Linked DNA regions of Sus scrofa: region 2 is linked to region 1. Evidence: chromatin contacts called from public HiChIP or PLAC-seq data. All regions are on one chromosome and are shown on one strand. The core of a region is the stretch at or near the end of the contact, and the rest is flanking DNA. Distances in the headings are between cores, read along the strand shown.

Region 1 (5,874 bases), core at 3,067-5,566:
CTCTCCTCCCCGGGCTGCTCTCACCTGCTCCGGGGCAGGCAGGCTGCAGCGGTGGGCGACACGGGGCTTGGGCAGCACCACCCAACTCTGACCTCCTCTGGTGCCCAGCTGGCCCCCAGCAGCGGGAAGCCCGGAGGAGCTCCCGCAGCCTCCCTCTGCCTGCTGGGAGGCGGCCGTGGAGGCAGAGGCTGTGGGTGAATTACAGATTTCCTCTGCAGCCCTCAGGCTGTCTCCCTGACTGTGCTCATCTTTAACCGCGGAGGGAGAGCACCACGAAATGACTCTTCCAGCCCCAACTTTTGGCCATGGCTGGGTTTAAAATCGTAGTTGATTTGCAGTGTGGTGTCGTTTGCTGCTGTGCAGCAACGTGACCCAGTCGTACATACGTATACATTCTTAGTCTCATGTTATCCATCACGTTCTATTAGAGGAGACTGGATATGCTTCCCTGAAGAAGAGCCTGTGACCGTTCTGCCCTGTCCAGACAAGTGCCTCCAGGGGCCAGGTTGTCTTCATTTTCTCTGCTCCAGCAACTGGCACCACAGTCATGCTTCTGAGTGTGACACTTACAGAAATGCCTAAAACTGTCCAGCGCTTTACAGTTTACCAAGTTTCCGGGCACTTTTCTTGGCTCAGGTGACTCTTACTAGGTGTGCAGAGCGGTCCTCACGGAGCCTGTTCTACAGTTAAAGCGTCGGGTCTAAGAGGCAAAGCTAATGGATCCGACACGACAGGGCTATTGCTACCCTGACTTGGAGCAAATCTCTACGTCGTAACCCTTTCAATCTCAGGTAGTTCTGTGAATGCACGGTGGTTTTTAAACGCGGTTTTTAGAATCTGCACACCGATTTTATCACGTTTGCATTTGAAACGCTGAAGGCCAGCGCATACGCTACTTGGTGTGACTAACCCAGAATTCCTCGGTGCACACACCTCCCGCTCCCGCGTCCACACAGCCTGCACAACTGCGGACGGCCTCTGGCGCAGTCTACGGTCCCAGGCTTGGCCTCATTTTCAGTAGCTTGGCTGAAAACATGAATGATCCCAGGATAGAGTTCGACTACCCCTGCTGCCCCGGGCTTTTCTGGGTTTTGGAGAGACGTGTTTTTCCTGGAAGACACAGTTCTGTGATGAGTTCGCGTGTCTTCCGCCCTTTTCCCCTTTCCTACTCGTTCCTTGCCCCTTCCTCATGCGTCCAATGGGCTGAGTAGGGCGTCAGCAATGTCCTTTCCTCACAGACGGGCTGAGTAACCCACACAACTGCACCAAGGCGCCGGTTAGTGGGGGGTGGGCAGCCAGGGCTCTGTCCTGAGATTGGGGTCCCAGCCCGGCTCCCCAGGATGGGCTTGGAACACCCCACTGTGGCCTCGGTCTTCTGCACAGACCCCACCCAGCACCAGCCACAGCCATGTCGTGTAGCCTTCACATCTGTCTCCACAGCAGGATGAGAGCTCTCTGAAGTCTGGGGATGTGTCCTCTTTTTTTTTTTTAATCTTTTTAGGGCCACACCCGTGGCATACGGAAGTTCCCAGTCTAGGGGTTGAATCAGAGCTGCAGCTTCCAGCCTGCACCACAGCCACAGCCATGCAGGATCCAAGCTGTGTTTGCGACCTACACCACAGCTCATGGAAATGCTGGAACCCACTGAGCGAGGCCAGGGATCGAACCCACGTCCTCATGGATGCTCCTCAGCTCTGTCTTACCGCTGAGCCATGACGGGAACGCAGGGACTGTGTCCTCTTCATGTCCCCAGCACTGAGCAGTGTGGAGTTAGCTTCCTTCCCACCCCCTAAACAAAGAGTCTGAGGCTGGTCCTTGTCACGTGTCCTGGGGGAGACCTCTCATGACCTTGCCGAGGTGGTGGGCAGAGCCAGGCAAGGAGAAAGCAGACAGGGCCCTCCCCCGACCAGCTGCTAGAAGGGAGCCTTCTCCCTGGAGACCACGCAGGGCTTGGAGGCCAGCACTGGGGATTCTGGGATGACTGTGGCTGGGGGAGGAAGGTGGACCCCAGGGATCTGGCTGACAGAGAGCTCTGTTGGTCCAGGAGGGGGTGTCCCCGAGCTGGGACTGTATTAAGAGGACCTGGGAACCTGCTGTCACCACTCTGGCACTGGTCCCCGGGGGTAGGGAACATTCTCCTTGTGTCACCTCCGGAACTGCGGCCATGCAGGCAGGCTGACAACAGCCCTGAACCCCAGTGAGATGACAAAGGAAAACTAACAGTAAGAGTTAAGGGAATCTAGGAGCCAGACAGAAAACATCTGACCCAAACGGCCGCCTGTAACACAAAGCTGCTGGCAGAGGCAGAGGAACAGCGCAGCTAGAGCGCTTAGACTCTGGGAGAAACTGCTGGTAGGGAACAGACTTACTGACGAAATTTACACATGTTGGGAGACAGAGTGTCTTGATGGAAAAAACATTATCTTTTTGCAAATATCTGTAAAAATATATGCTTCTAATTACAAGCATCAGGCTATAGAAGGCAATTGTCAAAGAGTAGCAAAGCGGACCTCCCACACTAATCACAAGAGGGGAGAAGGAATGAAGAGCTACTTGGTAAAACCAATAAAAATAAAGAGGCGAAGAAAAGAAAACAAAGCCTAATAAATAACAGAATGAGATGAAGGAATGAAATCAACTCTATCAGCCATTAAATGAAACGTGGCAGGACTAACTGGGAATGATAACAAACAAGACAAAACTCCTAAAACAAACTGCAAGTGGAGGGATGTATCAGGGTGTGCTAGGCGTGTTCTGGGGGAAAAAGGCCAGTTTGTATTAATATGAGGCGGGGTTGAGTCTAAGAAGCACTAAACTGAACAATCACCAACATCTGCCAAAAAGACGGAGCAGCTGAAACCCCCATGCGCTAAATAAAGACAGTAGCTAAACTCATCAAGCTGGGACTACGAGAAATGAAAGGGGACATTCATCAAAACCCACTCCTGTGGGAACGCTGACGGTCGTCTTCCGAAAGAGAACAGAGCAGAGCCTTCAAGGACTTGGCCAGAGAAAGTCTTAAAAAGCTCTCCACCTCTCAGGTTAATTTACTTCTTGTTAGATTTTTGAATTAGCTGCCTCAGAATTGCCCACAACTTCCTCTTAAAGAACATCCTTAATATGCAGTCCTTAAAAACGACCCTGTAGAATATTTAAGGGCCTGGAAGATAGAATTTGAGTGGAAAAGAAAGAGCTGGGCACAAGTCATCATCAGGCCGCAATCATCACCCCGTCCCGGACTCACACCTTTTGCTTCAAGTGGTCGCGGCCGCCCAGCTGACAGATCAGGATTCGTTAGCGGATCGGAAATTCTGACCTGGCTTAACCTCAAGCAAGTTTCCATGACTGTACCCGACTCTTGTGGCTTTCAGGACCCCCCCGGAGCGGGGAGAGAAGGCATCCCAGCTGGTAACCCCAGTTCTCCGGGATTAAAGGTGAGCTCACCTGCTTTACCTGCTGAACCGACTATCCTTGAGAGACACACTCACTGGGCAGGTGCCAGGCTTAGTGGCCGAACGTCTTGGTTTCCCACTTAATTTTTACCGACAGCCCATCTCTACATAAGGCCCACACCTCAGGATGAGTACATGCAGAAGCAGGGAAGTTTAGTGCTCTGGCTACACTTTCACAGCTGGCACGCGGCTTACGGAGCTGACACAACCCAACCCAGGTCTTCTGACGATAAAACCTGCCATCTTTATAAATATATGTATGTACGTTCACAACTCAGAGCTAAGTGGGCGTAGGGGGTCGGGCGCGGGCGGGGGGGACGACACGGCAGCTCCCGGGCTGGGGACGAACCGAGAAGGGTCGCTGGGGGCGGATCTGGCGGAGACCAACATCTGTCATCTTTTACTACAACACACTTCCTCTCCTATTTTTCCCAGTTCTTGTTTTAGGGCGGCGTCCCGCACCATTCAAGCAGATGCTTCTGTTCTTCCCAGTTAATATTTTACGGAGAAACGCCACGCTAGTCAACGGCAGAGTCCCCGGGTCACCGAGGCTGGGCTGCAAGAGGCCGAGACAGACGGAGACGCAGCTCCCACCCAGGTTTACTGCGCCTCGGCTGCAGGAGCCCCCCACCCCTTCGGAAATGGGAGTTTGGGGCGATGGGCGCTGAGCCGGGCGAAGCACAGGCCAGGTGCCCTGGGCCGCGCGGAGGACTGGGCCTCATGCATCTCTGGCCAGCGGTTTCCGAGGGCGCTCAGGCTTTGCCAGAAAAGGAAGCGGGCCGAGCGGAGGGAACTGGACCGCCCTGTCTGCTCTGATCCCACTTGCGCCTCTGCCAAGGCTGGCCGATCCCAGCTCTCCCAGCTCTCCCAGCTCGGGGAGGCGGATCTTGCAAAGGAAATGGCACTTTCTTCCTGAAGATGGGGGAGGCGGGCCCCACGGAGCTGCTTGGGGACCGAGGGCAGCGCGAGGAGAGGAAAGGCAGCGGGAGAATGTCCACTTCCCGCCCCGAGGGGTCGGCCCGCTGCCCTATTTGGCCCCTTGCCCCAGGTTTTCTGGAGAAGAGGCCGGGACAGCTGCTCTGGCAGTGGGGGAGCGTGTGTGCAGGTGCTGGGGGCCAGTGGGGCCATGGTCCCCACGCTGCCAGGTCTCCCCCCGGATGCCCGGCCATCAGAGCCCTAGGCCCTTTCCTCTCCCAGCAGAACAACAGGCAGGTCTGTGCAAGACGGCCTTCTTCTTCCGATGTTTCCCCAAATTTTATTTTCTGAAATAAGAGATAACACTTGGTGTGGCTCTAGGCAGCTGCTTCCTGGCAGCGTTTCCCCTCTGCCGGGAGGGAGAAGACACGGGGAGAGACCAGCAGGAAGGTAAACAGCTCTCGGCACCGCCCGACCCGCCGAGGAGCGCGAACCCCGGCTGTCTGCCGGCACCCGGGTCTCAGGGACAGCCTGATGCTCGAGTCACACCTCAGGGGTGCGTTTACGTGGTCTGGGGTGTCGCTCACGTGTCACACGGTACAGGTTGTGGAGAAACACAGGGCGTAAACTCCCCGTGCAGACCACTTTAAAGTATCCCACCCAGTGGCACTCATGACATTCCTAGCGTCCTACACCCATCACCACCCTCTGCTGCCAGGATCTCTCATCCCCCCAAGAGCAGACCTCGTACCCATTCGCAGCCACTGCCCATTCTCTCCCCCGGCCCCTGGCAACCACCAGGGGCCTCCACACGCCCTCTGGATTTCCCCATTCTGCACATTTTCAATAAACGGAACCATAAAATATGTGGCCTTTGCGTCAGGCAGGCTTCTTCCACTTCGCATCAGGGATTCATTACTTTCAGGCTGACTTCCACGGCAGGCAGGCAGGCAGGCAGGCAGGCAGGCGTCGTCTTTCACTTGTCCCTCTTCGGCTGGAGGACACGTGGGTTGTTTGTACCTCTGGCTGTCGTGAGTAACACTGTCGTGAACACTTGTGCACGCGTCCTTGTTTCCATTCCTTTGGAGGAGACTTGCTGGACGATAAGTAAGGTCATGGTTACCTCATTTCCAAACGTCAGGATTCGGCAACGCTCCCGGGTGAGCCTAACATCCAGCCAAGCCCAAGAACCCAGCTAGCTAAGATCCAACTACCAGTTTTTATACAAGATAAGCGACCCAATAAATCAGCAAAATCCTGACCCAAGAACAAGAACTAAATTACAAGGGAAATCAGGGCCGACGGGGAGACGCGGGAACAGCCGCTAATGAGAAGGAAGGTCAGAGACAGACGGTCCAGGACACCGGGGTCCCAAGCCCAACGCACAGACACACAAAGTGAAAAGAACTGCATTTGTGAGATAACTGGAAATTCAAACACTGCATGTTTGATGATATTAAGAAATTACTGTGAATTTGTTATAACAATGGCACTGTACTGACGTACT
Region 2 (5,700 bases), core at 2,405-4,904, 200 kb after region 1:
GCCTGTTGGCCATCTGTACATCTTCTTTGGAGAAATGTCCATTCAGGTCTTTTGCCCATTTTTCCATTGGATTGTTGACTTTTTTGCTGTTGCGTTGTATAAATTGCTTGTATACTGTAGAGATTAAGCCCTGGTCAGTTGCATCATTTGAAACTATTTTCTCCCATTCTGTAAATTGTCTTTTTGTTTGTTTTTAATGGTTTCCTTTGCTGTGCAAAAGCTCGTCAGTTTGATTAGGTCCCATTGGATTATTTTTGCTTTTGTTTCTGCTGTCTTGGGAGACTGACCTAAGAAAACATTTTTAAGGTTGATGTCAGAGAGTGTTTTGCTTATGTTCTCTTCTAGGAGTTTGATGATGTCTTGTCTTATTTATTTTTGTGCATGGTGTGAGGATGTGTTCCAGTTTCATTGATTTATGAGCAGCTGTTTGGTTTTCCCATTTTATATTCTTGCCTCCTTTGTCAAGGATTAATTGACCATTGGTGTCAGGGTTTATTTCTGGGTTCTCTATTCTGTTCCATTGGTCTGTATGTCTGTTTTGGTACCAGTACCACACTGTCTCGATGACTGAGGCTTTGTAATATTGCCTGAAGTCTGGAAGAGTTATGCCTCCTGCTTGGTTTTTGTTCCTCAGAATTGCTCTGGCGATTCCAGGTCTTTTGTGGTTCCATATAAATTTTTGGATTGATTGTTCTAGTTTTCTGAAAAATGTCCTGGGTAATTGATAGGGATTGCATTGAACCTGTAGATTGCTTTGGGTAGTATCACCATTTTTAAAATATTAATTTTTCCAACCCATGAGCATGGAATATCTTTCCATTTCTTTGTATCCTTTTTAATTTCCTTGATTAATGTTTTATAGCTCTCAGCGTATGTCTTTCACCTCCTTGGTCAGGTTTATTCTCAGGTATTTGATTTTTTGGGGTGCAATTTTAAGAGGTATTGTGTTTTTGTATTCCTTTTCTAATATTTCATTGTTAGTATACAGAAATGCAACTGATTTCTGAATGTTAATCTTATATCCTGCTACTTTGCTGAATTTGTTGATCAGTTCAAGTAGTTTTTGGTTTGAGTCCTTAGGGTTTTCTGTGCATACAATGACAATTTTACCTCTTCACTTCCAATTTGGATACCTTTTATTTCTTTTGTTTGTCTGATTATTGTGGCTAGGACTTCCAATACTATTTTGAATAAAAGTGGTGAGAGTAGGCATCCTTGAATTGTTTCAGATTTTAGTGGGAAGGCTTTCAGCTTTTCTCCATTGAGTATTATATTTGCTGTGGGTTTGTCATAAATGGCTTTAATTATGTTAAGGTATGTTCCCTCTATAGCCACTTTTTTAAGAGTTTTTATCATGAATGGATGTTGGGACTTTGTCAGATGCTTTCTTTGCATCTGTTGAGATGATCATGTGGTTTTTGACTTTTGTTAAAGTGGTATATGATATTGTTTGATTTGCATATGTCAAACAATCCTTGTGAACTTGGGACGAATCCACTTGGTCATGGTGTATGATCTTTTTGATACACTGTTGGATTTAGTTGGCTGACATTTTGTTGAGAATTTTTGCACCTATTTTCCTCGAAGATATTGGCCTATAGTTTTCTTTCTTGGTGGTATCCTTGTCTGGTTTTGGGATTAGGTTGATGGTGGCATCATAGAATGTCTTTGGGAATGTTCCTTGCTCAACCTTTTGGAAAAGTTTAAGAAGATGGTTCCCCTTTGTATGTTTGGTAGTATTCACCTGTGAAGCCGTCTGGCCCGGGACTTTATTTGTAGGGAGTGTTTTTATTACGTATTCAATTTCATTTGTAGTAATCGGTCTGTTCAGTTGATCTCTTTCTTCTTGATTCAGTTTTGGCAGGCTGTAAGTCTCTAGAAAGTTGTCCATTTCTTCTAGGTTGTCAAATTTGTTGGCATACAATTGTTCATAGTATTCTCTCATGTTTTTTTTGTATTTCTGCAGTATCCACTGTGATTTCTCCTTTTTTATTTCTTATTTTGTTTATTTGGGTTTTTTCTCTCATCTTCTTGGTGAGTCTGGCCAGAAGTTTGTCAATTTTGTTTACTTTTTCAAAGAACCAGCTCGTAGTTTTATTGATTTCTTCTTTTTTTTAATCTCTATTTTATTGATTCCCTCTTTGATCTTTATGATTTATTTCCTTCTGCTGACTTTAGGTTTTGTTTGTTCTTCTTTTTCTAATTCATTTAGGTGGTGGGTTATGTTGTCGATTTGAGATTTTTCTTCTTTTTTTGTTTTTGTCTTTTTGTCATTTTCTTGGGCTGCTCCTGTGGCATATGGAGGTTCCCAGGCTAGGGGTCCAATCGGAGCTGTAGTTGCCAGCTTATGCCAGAGCCACAGCAATGCAAGATCCGAGTTGTGTCTGCAACCTACACCACAGCTCATGGCAACGCCAGATCTTTAACCCACTGAGCAAGGCCAGGGATCAAACTCGCAACCTCACGGTTCCTAGTCGGATTCATTAACCACTGTGCAACGACAGGAGCTCTGATTTTTTCATCTTTTTTGAGCAAGGCCTGTATTGCTATGAATTTCCCTCTCAGCACTGCTTTTGTGGCATCTCATAGATTTTGAGTCATTCTATCTTCGTTATCATTTGTCTCAAGGTATTTTTTAAATTTTCGTCTTGATTTCCTCATTGACCTATTGGTTTTTTAGTAGCATGTTCTTTAGTCTCCATGTAATAATTTTTTTTCTCATTTCTTTTCCTTTTGTTGATTTCTAGTTTCATGCTGTTGTGGTCAGAGAAGATACTTGAAATAATTTTTATGCTCTTAAATTTGTTGAGTTTAGCTTTGTGCCCCAGTATGTGATCAATCCTTGAGAATGGTCCATGTGCACTTGAGAAGAATGTTTATTTTGATTTTTTTGGATGTAATGTCCTGAAAATGTCAACTAAGTCTAACTTTTCTATTGTTTCATTTAGAGTGTCTGTTGCCTTACTGATGTTCTGTCTAGAGGGTCTGTCCACTGATGGGAGTGGGGTGTGAAAGTCTCCTACTATGATTGTATTCCCATCAATTTCTCCTTTTATGTCTGTTCGTATTTGTTGGAGATATCTGGGTGCTTGTATATTAGGGGCATATATATTGATGATTCTAATGTCCTCTTCTTGAATGGATTCTTTTACCATTAAATAGTGTCCTTCTTTGTCTTTCTTCATGGCCTTCATTTTAAAGTCTGTTTTGTCTGATATGAGTGTTGCAACTCCTGCTTTCCTGTCTTTTCATTGGCGTGAAATATCTTTTCCCATTCCTTCACTTTCAATCTATATGTGTCCTTTGCCGTAAGGCGAGTCTTTTGTAGACAGCAAACTGTAGGCTTTAGCTTTTTTATCCATTGCTGCACAGGCCGCTCCAAGTTTTAGGATCCTGGGAGGTGACAGAGATGGAGCATGTGGGCACTGCCTGGAGCATTCGTCAGTGGCAGCAGCAGGGCCGGTGTGCTCCCAGGGGTGCAGCAACATCAACAGGTGGTGTTCAGTCACATTGCCTTCCTCTGTGGTGCCCTTGAGGTGATTTCGGCCTCAAGTGCTGCCTGTTCTCGGCCCCCTAGTGGTGGCAGGCCACACCCACCTCTGGAGTCAGAGATAATGGCAGTGGTTTGTCCCTGCCAACTGCTGACCACACAAGAAGCACCCTGTCCCACATAGCCCGCACAGGAGGTGCTGCACCAGCTGCTCCTAGTTGCAGGGTCTTGGGAAGGGGCAGTGATCAAGCATCTGAGTGCTGCCCGGAGCATTTGGCAGTGGCAGCTGTAGGGCAGGTGTGTTCCCAGAGGAGTGAGAACAAAAACGGCTGGTGCTTCGTAGCAGTGCCCTCTTTTTTTTTTTTTGGCTGATCCCTGAGGTGCCTGGGGCCTCAGGTGGGTTGGCTTTATTTTTAGAATACTACTGGCCTAGACTTTGAGGTGTTCGATTTCATTACAGGGGAGAACTTCTCTTTCATAAATCTTCACATGTGCTTGTTGTTAGTAACAGCGAGTCAGCAGAATTGCGGACTGGCATCAAGGTCAAACACGCACCTCCTGGGAGAAGAGGCCCTGTCCCTCTGCGCTAAAATCTTTTATTTTTTTCCTTCCTTCCAGACATGAGATCATTTGTAACCCCGTTCACCCAGTAGCCAAACCCCCCGAAAATCCTACAAGGCCCACTCCCCGCTTCCCTTGCCCAGCCCCATGCCCTGTGCCGTGTGTGCTGCTGGAGGAGCCGTTGCTGGACGGGTGTTGTGTGTTTGTGGCATCTGCTGAGGTGCTTCCCGGGGAGAAGCTGGGCGGTGGGAAGGGGCCCAGGCAGGCCCAGTTTTTGACCCTGAGGTTGAGGGTGTTACACCAAACGTGCTGTGTGCTCGCCCGGGACCCATGCTGCGTGCTGGCTGCACCCTGGGGCCTGGCTGTCTCTTCCTTTCTCTGGAAGGACCTGCCAGGCTCTGACTTCAGGAGTTCCAGGGGGTCATTTAATTGTTTTCTTTGGGGTGGGAGGGTGCCGGATGCTGAAACATGTCTCTGGACAAGCAGTCTGGATGTCACTTAGAGAAATAGCAGCCACAGTCAAGACGGTGGCAGAGGCGATAATCAACAGTGTCGCTGGCCGCACGGAGCACTTTCCAGGGACGTTATGCTGCGGCTTCCGTCTGTGATGTAGGTGTTGCCATCATCTCCTTTGTGGGCTGAGGGCACCTGGACGCTGAGCACGCAAACACCGCGTGACTATCACACAGCCTGGGAACATCTGAGGCCCCATCTGGGCCCCATCGTTTAAAAAAAAAAAAAAATATATATATATATATATATGTGTGTGTGTGTGTGTATTTTAAATGACTTGACATTTATAAATACATGTATATAAATATATATTTATATATATTTAAGTATATAAATATATATAAGTTTATAAATACATACATGGAAATACATATGTAAATAAATATATATTTATTTTTTGTATTGTAGGGCCGCATCTGTGGCATGTGGAGATTCCAAGGCTAGGGGTCGAATTGGAGCTACAGCTGCTGGCCCACATCACAGCCACAGCAGCTCGACTGAGTGAGGCCAGGGATTGAACCTGTGTCCTCATGGACACCAGTCAGATTCCAGTTTCCTCTAAGCCACAAGAGGAACGCCAAAAACTTTTTTTTATTTAAAATGCTTTAAAAATCGTATTGAAGTATAGCTGATTTGCGGTGTTGTGTTAATGCCTGCCGTACAGCAGAGCGACTCAGTCACACACACACACACACACACACACGCACCTTCTTTTCCATATTCTTTTCCTACAGCCTTTCCCAGGAGCTGGAATGTAGTTCCCTGTGCTGTACAGGAGGTCCTTGTTTCTTCATCCGGTAGAATATGCTTGGCTTCTGTGAGCCCCGTCGTTGTAATTTCTGAACCCAGGTTAGACAGCTCTTTGGAAAGGAGAAAAAGAAATCACTTCCATAATATTGCTGAGGCTGTGAGACCTACCAAAGCTGTGATGTTAAAAAAATCAGCCCTCCCCTGGCTGTTGCCTCCTGGCTCTCCTAGGCCACCCTGAAGCCAGCTCGGGGCAGACACCAAAGATCACTTAGAAACTTCAAATTCAGTCTTTCTTTAATTAGCGAATGAATAGGCATGGCTTCCGCAGGCCGCAGAAGTATTCCCCGACTCTTTTTCTATTTGTTTTCATAGTGTAAGCTTTTTAC

The links. HiChIP or PLAC-seq counts read pairs in DNA pulled down with a chosen protein or histone mark.
Region 2: an H3K27ac HiChIP or PLAC-seq map of skeletal muscle shows a contact between it and region 1, with 2.3 times the contacts expected there. The contact joins two enhancer-like sites. A contact is called at or near these places in 1 of 5 promoter capture datasets (liver), 20 of 47 Hi-C or Micro-C datasets (alveolar macrophages, blood, embryonic fibroblasts and 11 more) and 1 of 2 datasets of contacts at active chromatin or transcription factors (skeletal muscle).

The regions. Positions count from the first base shown.
Region 1 is chr7:3,087,350-3,093,223 of Sscrofa11.1, forward strand. The region is part of intron 2 of LYRM4 (LYR motif-containing protein 4); the gene reads right to left. Among named protein-coding and RNA genes, the nearest start is that of PPP1R3G, 41 kb to the left of the region's middle. Within about 2 kb of position 4,317, at least 23 of the 83 cell types and tissues checked have an H3K27ac peak or open chromatin away from gene starts, as enhancers often do. A contact at or near this core is called in skeletal muscle, where this site is marked.
Region 2 is chr7:3,290,232-3,295,931 of Sscrofa11.1, forward strand. All of the region lies in intron 4 of FARS2 (phenylalanine--tRNA ligase, mitochondrial), which reads left to right. Among named protein-coding and RNA genes, the nearest start is that of FARS2, 100 kb to the left of the region's middle. Within about 2 kb of position 3,655, at least 4 of the 83 cell types and tissues checked have an H3K27ac peak or open chromatin away from gene starts, as enhancers often do. A contact at or near this core is called in skeletal muscle, where this site is marked.